Linked DNA regions of Mus musculus: all the other regions are linked to region 2. A link is a contact called in public HiChIP or PLAC-seq and promoter capture Hi-C data. All regions are on one chromosome and are shown on one strand. The core of a region is the stretch at or near the end of the contact, and the rest is flanking DNA. Distances in the headings are between cores, read along the strand shown.

Evidence for each region. Promoter capture Hi-C pulls out the DNA fragments that hold promoters and counts their contacts. HiChIP or PLAC-seq counts read pairs in DNA pulled down with a chosen protein or histone mark.
Region 1: a contact with region 2 is called in an H3K4me3 HiChIP or PLAC-seq map of embryonic limb bud, with 3 times the contacts expected there. The contact joins the enhancer-like site here to the promoter of Wnt11 in region 2. A contact is called at or near these places in 10 of 39 promoter capture datasets (the 3T3-L1 cell line, cranial neural crest, embryonic stem cells and 6 more), 2 of 484 Hi-C or Micro-C datasets (group 2 innate lymphoid cells and pre-megakaryocyte-erythroid progenitors), 5 of 115 datasets of contacts at active chromatin or transcription factors (craniofacial prominence, embryonic forebrain, embryonic limb bud and 2 more) and 1 of 9 other capture datasets (adipose tissue).
Region 3: an H3K27ac HiChIP or PLAC-seq map of embryonic fibroblasts shows a contact between it and region 2, with 4 times the contacts expected there. The contact joins the enhancer-like site here to the promoter of Wnt11 in region 2. A contact is called at or near these places in 6 of 39 promoter capture datasets (the 3T3-L1 cell line, the SN4741 cell line, cranial neural crest and 3 more), 9 of 484 Hi-C or Micro-C datasets (cerebral cortex, embryonic fibroblasts, embryonic stem cells and 3 more), 7 of 115 datasets of contacts at active chromatin or transcription factors (craniofacial prominence, embryonic fibroblasts, embryonic limb bud and 3 more) and 2 of 9 other capture datasets (adipose tissue and embryonic stem cells).
Region 4: an H3K4me3 HiChIP or PLAC-seq map of forebrain shows a contact between it and region 2, with 4 times the contacts expected there. The contact joins the enhancer-like site here to the promoter of Wnt11 in region 2. A contact is called at or near these places in 13 of 39 promoter capture datasets (the 3T3-L1 cell line, the C10 cell line, the HPC-7 cell line and 9 more), 4 of 484 Hi-C or Micro-C datasets (embryonic fibroblasts, nephron progenitors and uterus), 17 of 115 datasets of contacts at active chromatin or transcription factors (bone marrow-derived macrophages, craniofacial prominence, differentiating embryonic stem cells and 12 more) and 3 of 9 other capture datasets (adipose tissue, liver and pancreatic islet).
Region 5: a promoter capture Hi-C map of hippocampal neurons shows a contact between it and region 2, with 4 times the contacts expected there. The contact joins the enhancer-like site here to the promoter of Wnt11 in region 2. A contact is called at or near these places in 12 of 39 promoter capture datasets (3T3-L1-derived adipocytes, cranial neural crest, embryonic stem cells and 7 more), 4 of 484 Hi-C or Micro-C datasets (the N1E-115 cell line, cranial neural crest, embryonic stem cells and 1 more), 12 of 115 datasets of contacts at active chromatin or transcription factors (craniofacial prominence, differentiating embryonic stem cells, embryonic forebrain and 9 more) and 3 of 9 other capture datasets (adipose tissue, embryonic stem cells and liver).

Annotation. Positions count from the first base shown.
Region 1 is chr7:98,980,344-98,984,565 of GRCm38.p6, forward strand. All of the region lies in intron 11 of Uvrag (UV radiation resistance associated gene), which reads right to left. Among named protein-coding and RNA genes, the nearest start is that of Gm33827, 110 kb to the left of the region's middle. Within about 2 kb of position 2,873, at least 9 of the 459 cell types and tissues checked have an H3K27ac peak or open chromatin away from gene starts, as enhancers often do. A contact at or near this core is called in embryonic limb bud, where this site is marked.
Region 2 is chr7:98,836,444-98,840,333 of GRCm38.p6, forward strand. It overlaps Wnt11 (wingless-type MMTV integration site family, member 11), which reads left to right and starts at 2,402. Exons shown (of 5, transcript NM_009519.2): 1 at 2,402-2,747. The coding sequence starts at 2,665.
Region 3 is chr7:98,677,235-98,680,872 of GRCm38.p6, forward strand. No RefSeq gene overlaps it. Among named protein-coding and RNA genes, the nearest start is that of Emsy, 22 kb to the left of the region's middle. Within about 2 kb of position 1,642, at least 19 of the 459 cell types and tissues checked have an H3K27ac peak or open chromatin away from gene starts, as enhancers often do.
Region 4 is chr7:99,045,298-99,048,995 of GRCm38.p6, forward strand. The region is part of intron 6 of Uvrag (UV radiation resistance associated gene); the gene reads right to left. Among named protein-coding and RNA genes, the nearest start is that of Uvrag, 94 kb to the right of the region's middle. Within about 2 kb of position 1,419, at least 30 of the 459 cell types and tissues checked have an H3K27ac peak or open chromatin away from gene starts, as enhancers often do. A contact at or near this core is called in forebrain and neural progenitor cells, where this site is marked.
Region 5 is chr7:99,012,945-99,016,885 of GRCm38.p6, forward strand. Uvrag (UV radiation resistance associated gene) reads right to left here. Exons shown (of 15, transcript NM_178635.3): 7 at 3,625-3,730. Among named protein-coding and RNA genes, the nearest start is that of Uvrag, 130 kb to the right of the region's middle. Within about 2 kb of position 2,622, at least 25 of the 459 cell types and tissues checked have an H3K27ac peak or open chromatin away from gene starts, as enhancers often do. A contact at or near this core is called in hippocampal neurons, where this site is marked.

The DNA.
Region 1 (4,222 bases), core at 1,623-4,122, 140 kb after region 2:
GGCTGAACAAGCCAGGGGAAGCAAGCCAGTAAAGAACATCCCTCCATGGCCTCTGCATCAGTTCCTGCTTCTGACCTGCTTGAGTTCCAGTCCCGACTTCCTTTGGTAATGAAGCAGTATACTGAATAAACCCTTTCCTCCCCAACTTGCTTCTTGGTCATGATGTTTGTGCAGGAATAGGAACCCTGACTAAGACAATCACTCACTCTAAAGTGAAGTGAAATCCCACCCGACCTCCTTACGAGCATGCTTCAGATATTGATGAGGGCAAAGTTGCACAAAGAAGCCTGGGAGATCTGAGATGAGGCAAAGGGGACATAGGTTCCACAGTGAAGTGAATGTCCCAAACTGTATTCATTGTTCATACACCAACCTTGTCATGTAACTTACATGAAAGTACATGAGGGGAAAACACATGTGTCATATAAATATAAGCTTCTGGCTTTTAAAAAGATATAAACAATTATATTCTAAAAACTTACCATTCATATTTCTACTCCTACCTATAAGGTTATAAATGATTATTCAAGTTCTCAGAACTAAAGTGATGCAATGGAAGAATTCAAATGTCCTGCCTAGCATACAGTGTTCCTTAAGTACCTTAAAAAGCTTGCACATGTGCAAAGATTTAACACAGGCTCTGGGGTACCCAGCGATGAGAGAGGAGAGAGGGTCTAAATGATGGTTTACTATTGCATGACTCCTAAGGACACCTTCAACTTCAATTACCAATCCTATGTTCATATCGTTCCGTTTATGGTTTCAGTATCTGCATAAGTAGCTTTTCAAGGCAGGAATGTACCCACCACCCTTCTTCAGTGAACGAAGTCCCTGCCCTTTACTACCTACGGCTCCTCGCTTCTCAGTGATCGCCCTATGAACAAATACTACTCACTGCTACTCACTTCGTTCACTTACCAACAAATACTAAACTAGACTCTCCTTTAGTATGTTTTCATCCATTTTACAGGTTAAAATAAAAACAAAGCAAAAACTAATGCTCAAAGAGACTAAAGAACTCTCCACTGAAACAGCTTGTAAGTGGGCCCGACATAGCCCTCTGTAAGGACACTCTCCCACGCTATCACAGAACCTTGTTAAAAAAACAAAACAAAAGACAGTATCTACTCATTTAACTTGGAGTTCTAGAATGTAGCTGGCACTCGAATGCACTATCCCAGTGTTGTCCTAGTTTTGTACTGCAGGAAAAGTGCATGTGAAAAGTCTGTGATCAGGGGCTGGAGAGACGGCTCAGTGCTGAAGGGCGTGCACTGCTCTGCCAGAGGAGCTGATTCATCTCCCAGCACACATATCAGGTGGCCCACAGCCACATCTAACTGCAGCTCCAGGAGGAGCTAATGCCTTTGGCCTCCTTGGGCATCTGCGCATATACACGCATAGCTACCTACAGACATGGTTACACATACATGATCCAAAATAATAAACATAAATATTTTTTTAAAAAAATTAAATCTGCAATCCCACATTTCTGTAGTGCTTCACAAAAAGGCATCACAGGCAGTACTTCTTGTTCTCTCCAAACACCTCATGAAAAAGTAGAATAACATCCATTTCAGGTGACTGCGGGGTCACTCCTAACTAGCATCCCAATTATTTCCAGAGAGGATGTCTTCCTCCCCAGACACAACCAAAGACTTTATTAACAATTTTGCCTTTGTAGAAACTTTAAAAATCATACTATACTAGCAACTAAAAGTACTTTACTTTTAATGTGTGTGCACATGCAGGTGTGTGTGTGTGTGTGTGTGTGTGTGTGTGTGTGCACATGTGCATGCACACGCGTGCCAGAACAGGCTGGAAATTAATCTTGGGTGTCATTTCTCAGGAGCTGTCTGTCTTGTTCAGGGGGCTCACTGGTCTGGCAGAGTTAACTTGAGTCCAGGGAGCCCCCACACACACTGGGGTCACAGGCAAGCACCACCACATATGGCTTTTCATGGAGGTGCCGGAGCTTAGACTCAGGTCCCCATGCTCATGGGACAAGCACTTTACCAACTGGAGGTTTTTCTCCAGTCACAAAAAGTAATTTAAATTATGAATTCTCTCATAAGAGAAATCTTAGATATCATGGCATGTAATGCCATCAATTCCCCGATGACACAGATGAGGCCCAGGTGGGACAGCTTGGTCAAAATCGTATCGGTAAAAACCAACAGCAGTGGAATGAATGGGGAAACTGCTTCTGGGCCTGAAAATATGCTGCTCCCCAATATCTAAGTGTGGAGTCACAGCTGAGACTGGGAGAGCTTTCACAGTGGAGACTCAGCCTCCCACTTTCTAGACCAAGCAGAGCCACCAAACTAAAACCATTCCTCAGAGCAAAAGGACTGTGTCTAAAGAACCGTTTTCTGAAAGGAGAGGAGGAGGACTAAGGGGGCTCACACTTGCAGCATTGCAGTGCCCACCACGGAGCTAACACTCAGCTTTCCCCGCCTTCCTGCAGAACCCGGTAGGAAAGGGGTTAAAATTCTCAGGAAGCAACAAAAAAGTCTTTTGATGAACCTTCCAAAAAAGTCAAATACAAACCACCAGCAGTTAATACCTCAAGCATCTGCATGCTTCTCAAATTACTAAAAGGATAATGGTAAGAAAAATTACATTTGCATGTTTTTAGACTACATACACACCTTTATTAAAAGAACAAAGGAGTGATCTCACTTCACCTCCCTCCTCAGTGAACAAAGCCAATTCTGCTTAAATGTCGACCTAAAAGGGAATCTCGAAGAGAGATGACGCACAGACATGAAATCAAAGGAGACAGTGGGCAGCAGAGTTAAGTAATACTGGAAATGAGCTTCAGTTCAGGCTGCCCAGGTCTCCGCTGTAGCCACACGACTCCCCGCTCTACCTATTAAACACCATGCAAGGTTTCCCGGTCCAGGCCGTAGCGCCTCACCAGCCTCACAGTTAAACACCGTGGTGTTGGATTTCCAATATTGAAGCTTTATATTAAAAAGCATTTTAAAAGGATCACGCGTGGAGCCTTACAGGGCCCAGGGGTATTTCAATACCCTCAAAAGGAAAACCACCTCCTGGTAGGGAAGTCACTTTCATCACCCCAAGACCACTGAGCCTCCAGTGGGAAAATGGGAACTCATGTGGTTAATTACGGTGATTGCAGGCCATGCAACCTCAGATGTCACAGTCTGTTGCCAATCATTTTAGTTGAAAACCAAAAGGTTTAAGGTTCCCAGCATTCTGAGATCTGAAAGATGTTTTACCTGACAAAGCCAAAACATGGCCCTCTGAGATGTGCTTTTCCAGCAAGCATTAACGATGCCCGCCACACCTAACACAGAGCAGAGGTGTGGGTTTCCGAGGCTGCTCTAGGGAGTTAGAAAGGTCATACATGATACTTCTGCTAGTGAGAAGCTGGAGGGAGGGAGGTTGGGAGGGAGGGAGGGAGGAAGGGAGGGAGGATGGTTGGGAGCAAGGGAGTGAACTGTAAGACTTAGGTATGTGAAATGATACTAACTCAACAGTGTTCGAAGGGCTTGGAAGCAAAGCCACAGTTCCCTTATAGTAGGTACTTATGATTTGTTCTTAAGATGTAGAAAGCCACTCAAAGCTAGAGCTTTTGTGTATAATCTTTATGATAAAAATTCTTACCAACACACAACAGCTACACAAACATTATAAGTCAGTTCAGCGTTCCTTTAGTTCTATGTTGGACAAACTGTTCATATGACAATGCATCTGAGTGCAGAGTGATCTCAAAGCTCTTACCATCCCGCCTTCCCAGTCCCTGAGGCAGCTCCTCTGTTAAGGGACCCAGCACCCTCTGATGCAGACAGGACAAAATAGTTAAGACTCTAATCAGTGCCACAGCAGTTATGAAGTCATTCCATGTTCTCAGTGAAACACTGTTTGACATATGGACTCTCCTTTCCAAGAAATCATGCCTGCATGAAGGGACACAGACACAGAGGACACCTGGGTCTCATTACCACAAAAGGTTCTCGTGTTATGGATTACTTAAAAACACACAAGCACAAACATTGGGTTTTTTCTTTTCTTTTCATTTCTCGTTTTTAAACTAAATGTCTCAGTCAATGGAACTCAGATGAGCGTTCCTCTCTGGACCCTTTCCTCGCATTGTGTCCAGCTCTCTCTGGCAAGCTCTAACAATAACTGAGTCATTCAGAAAAGCATAATAAATACAGGGCCCCTGGTGGGGTTTCCCAAACATCACTGACCCATG
Region 2 (3,890 bases), core at 1,152-3,651:
AAGTTTCTAAAGCTCTCCAAGGCTCCAAGCCTTAAGATCACCTGTTGGCGGCCCGTGGCTGGGCCACAGTGTCCGTAGTGTCCGACGTTTGCACAGCTCTGGGAGGCTCATTCTTCAGACTGCTGCAAGCTGGGTAGCTTAGACTAAGTGTCCAAGGAGAGGAAGAAAGATTTGCTCTCTCTTTCTCTATAAGCACTGCTTTTTTTTTTTCCCGCGGGCCCACTATGAGACTGTTCCCATTGCAGGCTGGGCGCCCAGTCTGAAGCAAGAGGTTGCGTAGTTAGTTCAGGGATAACGAAAACAAGTCTTAAGGGATAACCAAGGCCAAGAGGGAAGTCACTCTGCGCTTCATCCAAGACGCGAACAGTAGAGCCCGAAGTCCCACTGTGTGAGGCCGGGGCAGATATTTCTTTGAACCCAGGCTTAGCTCCCCCTGGCGGACCGGGGACTTCGAGCGACGAATGCGCTCTGACCCTCTGGGCGCAAGGTGAGGGTGACACAGCGGCTCCCAAGGCTGTCCTGGACCTTCTTAGGTAGGACGAGAATAATATCAGTACCCAGAGACCAAGGTGCCTTTTAAGCAACGCGCCGGGGTGACGGAAGGAGAAGTCTAGGGCCTCTGGAGCTGCTGGGAAGAGCAGGGAATAGCTGGAGGCCTGGGTCCCCGACCGACTGCTGTGCGGTTTGGGCCACCCTTCCTCTCACTGGGAGTCGTATATTGATACCCCGGTGTAAGTCCTTGAGATTCCTTCTGCGACTTAGCGATCCCTTCCCACTTAGAAACTCTGGGTGCCTTCGGGGATCCCACACTTTAAGTGGGAACAAAGAGACAATGACTGGTGTTTTGAGGCCCCCCCCCTCCTCTGCGATCTGATCCTGCAGACATTTTTCTGATTTGGGGGAAGTGTGCAAACTTCCAACAGGGAGGGAAAGATCTGGATACGGAAGAGGTAAGAGGAAGATTCGGACTGCACCAAAAATCCCGTTGAGACCCCAGCTTGGAGTCGTGTTTGTGCCAAGCATTTCAGACTTGGGGGACTCTGTGAAGGGGGGGGGGTAATTCAAGGTTTTCTGCTTGAATTCCTCTGGATTCTGCCAGAAGGCCCCAGAAAACTATGACGTTTCAAACGTGTGTGTGTGTGTGTGTGTGTGTGTGTGTGTGTGTTCAAGCCTGTACATTTGAAACACACAGGCGTGCATAGGCTACACAGGTATGTATAATAATAGCGGATACAGAGAGAAGATCAGACGAAGATCAGAAAGCTGGAGTCCAGGTCTTTGCTTTTTAATAAAAGGGAAAACTTAGGCTGGGGTGGTTGAGGAATTGCCCAAACTCACAGAGCCAGATGAGAACCGCTCTTCCCTGTTCCAGAGACCCCCCCCCCCCCAAGTCTGGCACCTCCTTCCTCAGACTCTGTAGACCCTTTTGGAAGGAATCCCTTTGTCCTTGCTGCTCCAGAGAGGAGAGGGGCTGTGTATGACTCGGGGCGAATGCCAGGTGTTGGTAAATTTGGGAGAAGCCTGGAAGGGAGTTAATGAGGTGAGAATGATGAGAAGGGAGTCAAGCCTCAGAAAGCAGCTCCGCAGGCTGCAAGCGGGCGGGGTGGCGGCTCCTCCGCGGCCCTAGCTCGCCGCCTGGCGGTCCCAGAATCAACCTCTTGCAGGCCTGGAGCTTCCCTGCTCTGCTAGGGAGCTTTGGCGCTGCCTCGTCCGGACCGAGGCACTGAAGTGGCAAGTCTGAAGTAGCTCTTCAGGCGCTGGAGATGCCTCAGTGTGTAAAGAGCACCCACCTCCACCCCATTTTTGCAGTTTCCCCTTCCCTTACTGGAAAGTAGGTGCCCAGAAATAGCACCGTCTTCTGTGTTCTCCCTGCCCTTAGCTTACCCGGCACAGGTAGACAAAATAGCTCAACAGCCCAGCACCAGACGGGTGCTCACTAACTGAACAGCCTAACAACTAACTGAACAGATGTTTCCACATCTCTGGGCCTCGGTTTCCTCATCTGAGATGGATGGAGTGACAATACCCATCACAGGTCTGAGAGGAGTAAAGATGGCTGGCTACACTGGGAGACTGTTCTCTGTAAAAGGAGAATTCTGCTCAGATCACCCCATTCGCAGATGAATAAACTGTAGACTCATTAAAGCTGCAATAACTAATAATCGATATCGTGGATTAGTATAGGAGCCTAAATCATATTCCGGATCAGTTCCTCTCCTTGCGGTCGCTACGTCAGTTGGTTTTCGCGCTGCTGCTGGTGGTGGGGTCTCCTCCTTGCGGTCCTCTCCAGACTCTCTGCTGGGTCTCCCGAGAACCTCCTATCTGCTTCACCCTGTCCTTCCTGGGCCGCTCAACCCTGATCTGCCCTGGGCGACACGCCCTCGGCCGCGCTAGGGTCTCACCTAATCCGAGCCTGACGCCGGCGGGTCTCGGGCGGTTCGGGGAGAGAGCGGACTCCTTCCTCGCTCAGCCTCCCCGGCCCGACCCCTCCTTTGTAATTTGAATAAAACGCCTCCCAGCCCGCGCGCCGCCTTAACCCGCCGCCCTGTTCTCCGTGATTGCAGGCGGCGTGCGCGCAGGAACAGCAGCGGTGGCCTGCAGGCGGCGGAGTTCGGTGCGGCTCCTGCAGGGTGCGACCCCCGGGAGCGCCGGGCGCGCGCGACGATGAGGGCGCGGCCGCAGGTCTGCGAGGCTCTGCTCTTTGCCTTGGCGCTCCACACCGGCGTGTGCTATGGCATCAAGTGGCTGTAAGTAGGACTCCGTTTTCACTCCAATGGGCCATTGGGCGAGAAGCTGGAGAGGTTGGGTGAGCCCACCAAAATCTGCGAGGCTAAGTTGGCTTGGGCGTCGTGGGCGAGCCGTTCTTAGCTCGGCGACTTCTTCTGTGATATGCTGTTCTTACCCTCCGCGGGCTTGCGAAGTGGGTGAGCGGATTTTCTCATCCAGGCCAGGGTTGCTCAAAGGCCAGTGAGGGACTAGGGAAACATCCTCTCCAAGTGGCACAACTCAGAGAGAGTCTGCTCAGTTCAGGACACAGGGTCCAGTTCGGGATCATGGCCTGTCAGCCTCCAGGAGGTCTGCTAAGAGAGTTTTGACCCCTTCCACCTGGGGACCTTGGGGGAAGTGTCACCTTCTGGGGCCTCCGAGTACTCGGTCTGTCAGAAGGATAGTTAGTACCGGCTCCTTGGGATCTGATTGGAGACTCCCTAAAGAGCTGCTGAAGGTCCGAAGCTAAGGGATGTCCTGGAAGGATAAATGGTCGCTGGGGGCAATTTTCCTGGTTTCCTCGTGCAGTGCTAGTTCCTCCTGTGGTGGCTGCCGTAGGCAGTGTGAAAGGAGTGGGATATGGGGAAAGGCAGCCCCTTCCTGAAGGATCTGTCCCTGGGCTGGGAGAGATAAGCCCGGGCTGTAAATAACTTTCCAGGGGTTGTAAGAGTGGAGGCTCCGGGGCTCGGAGGAGGGCAGCCTGGTTGGGTCACCCATGAGGGTTACAGAGATTTTCTAGAGGCTGCCACTTTTGGCTGCACAAGTGAGGAGTTTGGCAGGTAGGAGATATGGAGGACACTCTCAGAGTACAGTGCCCGGAGTGGGAGAGTCAAGAACAGGAATGTGTCTGCCTTGCTCAGGTCATGGTTAGGGAGCCTGCAGATCAAACAAGGGATTGATAGATTATGGGCACTGAAGAGGGTCGGTCCAGGAATTCGCTTTGAAGAAGGAATTACTGCAACACACTGAACCTCTGGAAAACTGGAGGTTCCTGGTCCAGCCTTTTCTGGTGCTGAGTTCTTGATTAAATAATTCGGGAGGGAAATCCCATCTTCTTGTACTTCTGGTTTACAAGAAAGGGGGTCTGTCCTGGGCCAGGCTCCTTCGAACCTCCTCCTGCTGCT
Region 3 (3,638 bases), core at 392-2,891, 160 kb before region 2:
AGAAGTGAGGTTTTAGAACTCTAAGCTTGTAATATTATCCTGGTGCAACTCTCAACAGTCAGAAGTCAATGCACCCTAAAATGCGGTAATCACAGTTCCCTATAAAGTCCCTTCCAGCCTCCCAGACACTTGTCTCCAGTGAGCATCCAGGTACTCGTGGGTGGTAGTTTAAGCAAGTCTTTCCTGTTGCATGTCAGAGAGCATTAGCTGTTGAGAGATACTGTCCAACAGAGTTCCAGGTTTGCTGTGTGTCCCTGTCAGGGACACCAACTGGGTAGGACTTACCTATTCACTCTGCCTGAGTCACCTCTATAATTAATCATAAAGGAATTAGGCAGGTCAAAGGGACTAGAACATGGCTTCCATCAACAGTTCATTCCCACAGAGGAAGGAAACAGGCTAATTGATTGCTTACCATTAAAGCTTCTATGTTCTTGGCCTGGGGCGCTTCAGCTCTCCCACACACCCGGAGAGCTGCCAACCCAGCCACTGCATTGGTTCCTAGGACTTTCAGGCAATGAAACTACTCTACCAGGCTGTGGCCCTCCTGGTCACTGTGCTGCAGAGGAAAGTGTCTCATCAAATTGTCTGTTTCCTGGGGCCCATGGTATCTTCATGTGGTGGAGGCTCCTCCCCAACACAGTATCTCATCTTACACTGGCAGTGTAGTCATCACTGAAGACCAGACCAGCCAGGTACTCTCCTGGAATCCTATCTTTAGGGGAAGGTTAATCAAGACCAGAGCCTCTTCTGTCCATATACCTTCTTGTACCCTGCCAACCATGGTCTAGCAAGAGCTAGAAAAACATTCTCATTTGCAAGTTTTCTACATTGCTTAAATATGGAGAAGGATAAAGAGAGTGGAAATTTTCTTTTCAGTGTTTTTATTTATTCTTTGGTAACTTCAGGCATATAATGTATTTTTATCATATTTGCACCATTACCACTTCCCATTCCCCTCCCACTTCCATTGAACCTTTTCTTCCCAACCTCTCCCTCCGTCCCTCTCACTGGCCCATGAGTTCACATGGGTTACTTGCATGATCATAAGCAACTTTCCAGTGGCTATCCCACTAAACAAATGACCCCTCTGCGCCACCCGACACCCAGCAATTAACTGCCAGTAGCTCCTCTGGGACGGATGGGGCCTCACGAGCCGTTGGGAATGAGTCTTACAATAAGTGGACAAATAGCCTGCAGTGGAGGGGCTTACCAGTGACACTGTAGGACAGGCAACTTGGAGCTTATGTCCATTTCCTCAGTGCTAGCCACTACCACTTACCTTGGACCTTAATGTTCTTTTCACTGTGCTCTGCCTCCAGAGGATCTTGCATTCCGGGTTCCTTTCTCTTCATGGAGCTAGCTGCTTCCATGTCTCAGAGCGCATGTTCAGCATTATCAGGAAGACATTCCATGACCAATATGCCTAAAATAGCCTCATGCCGCACTTCCTGCTCACCCGTCCCCACGACACCACTGTTAATTTTATTGGTTTTGTTTTTATTGGAAATCATCTTCTATGTTTATTTACCTTCTCCCCTCGCTAGAATGCAAGCTCCGGAAAGGCAAGCAGCTTGCTGCCTTGGGTTGCTAAGTGCTGTATTCTCTGCATTCAGAGTGGTACTTGATAACTGGATTGCAGGAGTAAATTGTTTCCATCTACTCCTCAATTATGCACTCTTTCCTGTCTCCCTGGGTGAGGGGTTTCTGCTACACGTCCCCAGAGGATCCACACATTCTCTCATTATAACATTTAATTACAATTACAGTTGGTCCCTTGACAGAACAACACGGTGACCAAAGCTGTTGGGCAATTTATCATCTTCAGTCATATGCAAGGCTGGTACTGGGAATTCAGCTACGAGCAAGACAGACATGGTCTCTGTTTTCACTCACATTGTAGGTTTATAATTTCCACCCCTATGGGATCCAGCCAATCAAGGACTGAAAATAGACAGGGAACAAAGTTACATCTGCACTGAAAGTGTACAGACATGATCTTCATGTCCTTAGTCCCTAACCAGTACAGTATAACTGTTTACACTGCACTTGTATTGTGGCAGGCATCGGAAGCACTCTAGATAGGACCCGGAGTGTATGGGATGATGCGTAAATATTATTCCATATTAAGTAAGTGATCTTAGCATCTGTGGGTCTGAGTGTCTGCTGAAGGAGGGGGGTGTTCTAGAACCAATTGCTCATGGATACCAAAGGAAGGCTGTGCTTTGTACGTTACCCCTCACTACACCAGAAACTCAGGGGAAGAAGGGATCATGTCTGTCTTGTTCCTAGGTGAGTCCCCCGGAGCCAGCACAGCACAGTATTTGCAATATAACTGGACATAATAAAGTACCTGTCAGATTCAGTCAGCGCATTGTCCTGTCAAAGGGGCCAAAAAAAGATTTAGTGATGGGTACATAGAAACCAAGCAAAAGAAAACAAGACATAATCACCTCCAAGAAAAACAAAAATCCAAACAAGAATAGAACTGAAATCACACATCCCCACACAGCTTGACTAAGAACTGCATTTATATAGACATAATCCATGCCATGGGACTGCTAGTTAAACAGGTGAACTAGCTTTGTCTAGTTAGTTAGTAGCTAGCCAAAGCTCCCCGAGTATCCCTGATTCCATATCTTAGAACTTGCAGGATTCAGCAGGTAAAGTACCCGAGATACACTTTTAATTCCAGCACTCAGGATACAGAGGCAGATGGATCTCTAAGAATTTGAGGTCAGCCTGACTACAAAGCAAGTTCCATGCCAGCCAAGGTTACATAGTAACACCATCTCTAAACACACAAAGATGATCTTGGTGTATATTGCTGATCTTATGTTCTAAAACTTACCTGTCAGAAACAGTCTCTTGAAAAGGACCCTTCAGATGGGTTAGAATCCTCTTCATGGCTCCTTCAGGAAGCTGGTACCACCAGGTCAAGAGAGAGGAGCAGCTGGACTGCATTAACTACTTGCCTCTGGGATCTATTTACACACCCTTGTCTCGGCATCGTTTCAGGCTCTCATCCTCTCCTCTCATGCCTCCCAAGCTCCCAGACTACTTGGACCAGCTGCCTCCCCTCCCTCCACAGCAGCGTGCTCACACACTCTGTGCCTCCATACTTCCTATCCTCTCTGCTGACCTTTCCACAGATTCCCTTCGGTTAAGCTCCACTCACCTTATCTCAGCTCTGTGGAACTGGGAACGTTTGTACTTTCTCCAAAAGTCCGTTCAGACACCCTCCCTCCATGAACTCCCCTCCAGCCCTCCCAAGGAGGGTTAGTCATTCTTGCCGTGTGTGGTGCCTCGAGGGACTCCTGGTGTCCAAATCCTCACTGAGGGGCAGTCACCCCTAACCCCAGCCATGTGCACCAGTCTCCATATGTCTCTTGCTTTTCATCTTCCATTATCCTTTTGCCCCACCTGGATTATCAGTTAATCTCTGTGAAGGTTAATCTTGATTGTCAATTTGATGGGATTTGGAATTGCCATCAAACGAGTCTCTGGGCATGTTTCAGGGTGGGTGGTGTGGAGATTTATTTCAATTGGGTTAACTGAAGTAGGAAGGCCAACCTTAAATGTGGGTAGCACCATCTCATGGGCTTGGGTCTGGTCCTAGAAGAAGAGCACAGGCATTC
Region 4 (3,698 bases), core at 169-2,668, 210 kb after region 2:
ACGCTGGGCAGCGTACAAGCACCTGTGACTCCAGCACAGAGGGCCCAATGTCTCTGGCCTGTGTGGGTACCTACACGGATGTAGTGTAAATACCTAACACACATGCACACACAAATTCATAATTACATTTTTAAATCTTTTAAACAGTCTCTCCGTTGTCCCAGTCACTGGGCTGTGGCATTGTGGAGGCTGCTTGGGGTCAGGCCATCAGCATTGACAGTCATACGATGAAGGGAGTCCCCCGTGGCTCCATTCTCAGTCCGTGCACAGACAGACAATAGTTGATAGCAATACTATCAAATATAAAGTTATTTCTAAGCTTCATTATGTAAAGATGTGACTAGTATTAAGACAGAAGAAAAGGAAGAGGCCCCGTGGGAGGAATGTCCTGAATTCCTCATTCCTCATGAGCCAAAGCCAAGAGCGCGCTATCTAAAAACTCATTTATCAAATAACAGAAACAAAGAAGTTGGTGTCAAGTTTTACAGATAACCACCAGAAGTCAAAACAGAGAGAGTTCCAGGTGGCAGCTATCCCTAATGGGTGAAAATGGGCAAGGTTGGGGAGGGCAGAACGGGAGTCTCAACTTTTAATTCTAGGGTCTGATTTGTTAATGGCATGCCATTTGTCCACTTTAATTTTTAAGTGTGTGGCAGGAGGGGAGTTCTCGTGGTCGCCATGGGGCCTCCTCTCACTGTTTCTAGAAAAGCAAGCACGGAGCGAGAATGTGATGCACAGTGCCTGTGGGCTCAGCTACCTCGAAGGCCCTGGCTAGGGTCTCTGAAGGTAAGCAACCCAGCACTTCCTGGAGTCTCCCCTGCACAGGAGTTAGCACGGACGCAATAAACCCCTGCTTACGGGGTGACCAATCTATGCAGGATGTGAACAAAACTGCTCATACCAACTTTTACTTGAAAAGCAGTATCAAAAAAAAAAAAAAAAGGAAAAATTATAAAACAAACCTCAACTTCTCTTTATTTGTGCCACAACAAAAATACCTCACCAAAATAATTCATTTGGAAAAGAAGCTTTTTGATGAAAACCCATAAAAAGTCACAGAAAACCAGTGCCTTCCCCACTTGCTTCCTATCAGAGACTTTGCCATCTCCTCCGAGGCTGAGCTGCAGATGCAGGCATGTGTGTTGCAATGAAGGGGGCTGGGGGCGCACACTGTGCCTCTGGTGGGGGCGTACACCATGCTGTGCCCGGGCATCTTTGAGACTAGTGAGTTTACTTATGTGTAAACGATGTTTCAAGTCTATTCAAATGACTTCACAAAGTAATTCCACATGACAACTTCTTTCTACCATCAAAATCTACTTACATTAAAAGGAAAACTGTGGCTTAAAACAAGCACTGAGAAGCCATGGTTTCCAAGGATACGGGATGGCTTCGTGTTGAAGCTTCAAAACTGGCATGCCTGACTCAGTGCCAGTGAGTCAATGTGCTCTGAAAGAAATTATACAAGTCCTGTTTTCTGTGTTCTCTACATAAACAGTTCCACAGCGGCAGTTTATAACACGGAGGATCGGTCAGTAAGACATTCACTTTTAGCCTTGGAAACACTGTCTGACGTTGGCAATTGCACCCACTGCAAGGTTCAGCTCTGAAGCCTGAAGACGTATTAGGATCATATGGCTCTTTGATCAAATCTACAAAAAAACCCAAACGGAGCTGCAGCACAGTGCAAGAAAATGAAAGAAAGCCTCACCAAGCACAGGGTCTGTGCATCCCATCAGAAAGAGCAGGCAACAGTGGGGAGACCTCACACTGGGGGCGGAGACAAGAAAATGCCACGCAAGCCTGAATAAGCCATTAAAACTCCCTGAGCCTTCCTGAGCCATACACCTAACAAACAGAGTTGCTGAAGGGGCTAAAGGGGACGCTAAAGCACACACAGCATAAGCTTTATACACAACAACTCAAAACGGCAAACATCTATGGCCTCAGCTGACTGACAACCTCAGGCAAGAAATCACTTGAGTCTAGGAGACAGGCAAAAGAGTGAGACCTGGTTTAAAAGCAGGAGAACCACAAATAAACATTATCAAAGGAACTAATGCAACCAGGCCTAGTGATGCTTGTCTTTCATCCCAGCACCCCAGAAGCAAAGGCAGGCAGATCCCTGTGAGTTCAAGGCCAGCCTGGTCTACACAGCCAAGGCTATATAGAGAAACCCTGGATTGTGTTGTTTTCTGCTTTGTTTTTGTTTTTTTTTTAAGAAAAAATTCGGGGTATTAAAGCTAAATGGTCAGCACATAGCAGGCTTGTAAAATACAAAAAGGTACAAAGAATGAAGTGAGATCTGTGGAGGCTTCACAGAGCAAGGGTATGCGGTCCACGTCTGGAAGAGAGTCTTTTTAAGAAGTCAGGCACGTGTGCCTGGTTCTTGCTATTTCACGGGTGCTGTCTCCTGCTCTTGGTCCTGCTTGATGAGATCCAGTTGTGTTTTGTTACCACCTACTGTATGCCGAGGATAACTGACTCCAGTGCTTACTAGCTGAGTATCGACTGGATCAGAGAGTAGTTAACTGGAGAATTCTATCCTACCTATGACCGTTAAGCTTGACTTCCAGCTTTACTGAAGTAGACTTTCCTAGACTATTAGCAAACCATATCTCTGGTGTATCTGTGAACACAGTCCCAGAAGAAATTCACTACAAGAGAGAAGAGCCACCCTGAAAGTGGATAGCACCATCCCACAGACTGGACCCTAAATAGTCTCTGATGGGGAAAGGAAAAAGCTTACAACAAAAGCCAAGTTGCTCCTACATGCTACCACCATTGCAGTGCCTTCCCTCAAGCTCACAGTCATGGAACCAGTGGTCACGGACTGACACCTCTGAACCCCATGAGGCAAAATAAATCTTTCTACCCTTGAACTGTTTCTCTCAGTTATTTGGTCACAGCAATGGAAAAACTAACACAGAAGATTAATACTGGGAGTAGGGACATGTCTATGACTAACCTGATCACATCATTCTTTAAGTCTTTAGAGCCAGTTTGCTGGAAAGGTTTAGGTAAGTGAGCAGGATGAAGCACGCAGCAGTGTGAGCGAGCTTTCAGACGGGGATTTCAGATGGCAATGGAAGTGAACTAGAGGCCACTCAGATTAATTTTTAAAAGAACTTGGGTGCATTTTGTTGAGACTTTTAGGCTAAATTTAAAGTTAACAGACTAACAAGGCAAGGGGAATACAGTCAGCTCATCATTCACACTGAATTGTTATCACATTGAAAAAAACATTACCAGAGTCTGGCTTAGCCAAGTCCATAGTGAGAACTGAGAGAGAGAAAGAGAGAGAGAGAAAAAAAAAACAGAGCAAACGGATTTGAAAAACTTGCTGTTTGCCCAAAAATAGAGCATAAAGCTAGGACTGAAGAAGATATGGTCAGGGCCACTAAAGAGAAGCCATATTTCATTTGGACATTAGGAAAACTGCCTTAACCACATTTAAGAATTTGGTCAGGCCGTGCACATTGCAGGATAAAACAAATTTTAACTAATCTCAGACTCTGAAAGCTAGGAATATAGCTCCAGGTGTAGTAGAGCATTTGCTTAGCATATGTGAGGCCCTAGGTTTAAGCCCAGAACCAAAAAGCAAAACCATCTAGGGAAGGAAGGGTTTGCCTATGTCCAGCCATCCAGGTGGCACCACAGCTGAGGTGAAGGGATTGAGGCCAATGTTCAAACTGGCA
Region 5 (3,941 bases), core at 1,372-3,871, 180 kb after region 2:
AATATGATAAATGTTTATTTATAATATATTTACATTATTAATAAAGACAGGAAAGACAGGTTAGTAGTTAAAAAAGTACTGGCTGCTCTTCCAGATGAACCAAGATAGAGTCTCAACACCAACATGGTGGTTCACAATTTTATGTACCTCCAGTACCAGGGAACTGATGCCCTCTTCTGTCCTCCATAGGCAACAGGCACACATGCAGTATGTAGACACACATGCAGGCAAAAAACATTTACACATGTTCACACACACGCACAAAACTTCAAATAAGATTGAAAAATTCTAATTAAAAACAGGAAAAGAGTATTGTATATTTTCTCTCATAAGCAAAAGCTAAAATAAAAACAGCCTAACAGATGATCCAAAATTAGCAGAGAGAATACTCAGGCAAGGCGGCTGGGGAGAGGCTGAGGGAGGGCGGGGGAGGGTAGATACGATGAGAGCGTGATATGTGTATATGTGGAAATGTCACAGTGGAGTCCATTAATACAAAGATTTAATATACACTAATAATTATAATAACAAAACGAATGGAAAAAGAAATCGGAACCACTTTACACATATGCCAGGACTTAACGGATAAGTACATTATACTTAATGAGAGCCAGATTTCTCACTATCAGAAAAAGATATTGCAAATAAACAAAATGAATGAGAAAACCAGAATAAAGTCTGTGGCATTAGAATGGCAAACACTAGTATGAACTCATGTTTATTTTAATATAGATAGGTATACATTCATACAGAGATAGCCATGCACGCTGAGGGGGCTTTAAAAGCAATGAGCACCCCCAATACCCAAGCACACACAGTGACCAGATCTTGTTTCTAAAGACCTCAGCCAACCTAAGGAGCTGGGTCCTGGTGAAAGATGGCTACAGGCAGGGCAAATGCAAGATGAGCTGGACCACAGCACCACAGGGGAAAGAACACCAGAGAATGACAAAAGTCAATCTGAAAGACTATTATATGTCTACTCATTTTAGAGAGGGTTTACTATGTATCTCAGGCCAGCCTTGAATTCACTAAGTAGCCTGGGCTGGCCTCAGACATAGGACAATTATCCTGACTCAGGTTTCCTGAGTGCTGGATTACAAGTGAGCACATTATACCAGCTATCTCCTAGGAAATACAGTTAGGTGCCATAGTTCATGTTGGGCGCGTATGGCATATGTGAAGATGCTAAGGTTTCAGCTACAAACCTGCCATCTCTGAAGAGGTACATACTTAGGATTCATTAAGAAGAAGTTTGAGGCAGGTAACTGGTTGGTTTCAGCATCAAATATGCCATATTTTTTCCTCTGTTTCATTCTCTTTTGTTTTTTACTTTGTTTTTATTTATGTGTACACTTGTGTGTCTATATGTGGATGTGTCCTTGTGTGCTCAGACGCCCATGGAGGCCATCAGTCCCCTGGAGCTTGAGTTATAGGCAGCTGTGAGACACTCCACGTAAATGTTGGGAACTGAGCCTGGGTCCTCTGAAGAACAGCAAGTCCTTCAACTGCTGAGCCATCTCTCCAGTCCCATGGACTCATTCCGAAATTCAACAAATACTTAATATATACTTTATATCTTCTATGAGTCAAACATTTGTCTAGATCCTGGGACTCAAAAGAGATGGAAGGTTGGGAAGGAAGGAGGAAGGGAGGGAGGAAGGGGAGGAGGGAGGAGGGGAAAGAGACCAAAGGAAGCGGGAGAATGGGAGTAGGGGGGTTGGGATCCCAAGTCTCATGGTTTAGAGAGACACAAATATATTAAATAGCTATCACATTAGATGGTAATAAATACTATATAGGAAAACCAAGCAAGATAGGGACTGAGTGTACTGGGGTGTGGTTCTCAGTGGGATGTTATGAAACTATATGATTTCTAGGTTCACTTCCAGTTTAAAACTCCCTTGACTTCCTTCTGTGTTAACTAGGCGGCATACAAACACACAGTGACCCTCTGAACCTGACCTCTACAGCTTACACGTTCTATCACCTTACCCTGGGTGTCAGCACTCATAGTTTAGAAAAACAGGATTAAGCAGACATGTGTCCACACTGAGACAAAGCATACGCAGTCACTTAATGGAACAAGTCAATTCCCAGTCTTGCCTGGGAGAGGAAAGGAAGGAAAATAAAACCTAGCAAGTTCTCCCCAGACAAAGGTCCTAAAAATGCATTTTTGTACATTACAGAAAAAAAAATCTGATAATTTTCCCTCCCTCTACAATGTTCTCGTGGCCTGGCATTAGGCCTTTATGGTCCTAAGTTATAACACAAAAGGCAGCCATTTCTCTAGCGTGGAGGGAGGATTTTCCAGAGACAAGGCAAGTGCTATGAAGAGACAAGCAGCTCCTGCTGCTGCTTGGGTACCACGGACACCTGCTCTGGCCAGGAACAGCACGAGCAGGTGTGCGGATGAAGGTCATTGGAATGGACTGCTAATCTCAGCATCTCTACAAGATGAACAAATGTGTTTCGTTAGGTCCCAGGAGAGGGCCTGCGCACAGGTAGCTGCTCACACATAGCTCCCGCAGTCTCAGGGGCCTGTGATTGGACAACCCTTGGTGTAAGAGGCGCCTTTGGATGCGCATGTGCGAGCGGCAGTGGGAAGAGGCTGCATATGGGAGGTAACAGCTCCCGGGACTGCCGGGCAAGCTGTGAGTTTTTAGTATTTTTCTAACTCACTGCACATTGCAGGCCGTTCGAAGTCACGTGGCTTCATTTGCAGCAGAGTGTGATTTAGTGGTGCACACGTGGCTTCCCGACACAGAACAGCTGTTTGAAAGCCGCCGTTCTTTTCCTCTGAGGAAGAGCATCAGAAAGCACCAGACGCTGTGAAGCCCTGAGATCTGCCCGTCCAGTCTGAGGTCATGGATCCTTTGGAATGCCTCAGCTAACCCACATCTCTCTAAAGGTGAACACTTCACAAATCAGACTCTCATAACTGATCCTATTCATTTTAAAATCCACCTTTCAAAAGTGGATTCATCCTGGCTGAATATAATCAAAGAACAAATTAAACGGTAAGAAACTATCTTCATTAAACCCAGCACTATGTATATACACTAATAAAGTGATTTTTTTTTTTACATTTGTTTATGTGTTTAGTATTTACGTACGTGTGTGTGTCCTGCGAGTCAGAGGACAGCGTATAGGAATGAGTGAGCTCTTTCCTTCTGCCGCAGGAATCCCAGGGACCACACTCAGGTGTTAGGCTTGGGGGCAGGGCTCTCAGCAGCTGAGCCACCAATACCAACCCAAATGCTTTCTTCAAGTGCGTTAGTTCCACTGACTTCCTTTCCCCCTCCCCTGTCCTGGCAGCTCTAGGTCACTCACTGTACCTTTCATGCTTGGAGTTCACAGTTATCCGACGTTAATAAAACAGTCTGCCAGTCACCTCCCAAGTAATTATATCTCAAGTTTCATCTAATAGAAAGTGGCACATTTACCTCACGCTACTAGCAGATGGGAACTTTGATTTCTAACATTTAAAATACACCAGCAGCCATCTGAATGCAACATTATTAGCATCGTTATTAGTACGGTCTAGAGATTTTTTTCCAAGAATAATATGATAATCGCTTGACAAAAACAAGAGTTTGAACAGGTACTTATACAAGAACCTACCAGCTCATTGCTTGTCGATGTGAGTCTTAGTTTTTCTTCAATTTCCTTTCCAAGTCTCTGAACAGTTACCTGAGTCTGTTTAATTGCACACTGGGCTCTATGAAGCCTAGAAATACAAGTTGTAGAAAAATGTAAGTGAGTTAATTACAAAGTCTAAACAGAGAGCCACAGACATGAATTATAAATCTCCTAGGATAAATAGAATCAATCCTGAACAAACCAATTATTTCTAGAGTCAAACATATAATGAAGTAACAGGAATTACAAGCCCTAAAATAACAGTACTCTGCAATGCCTCCTCCTGCTACGACATGGGT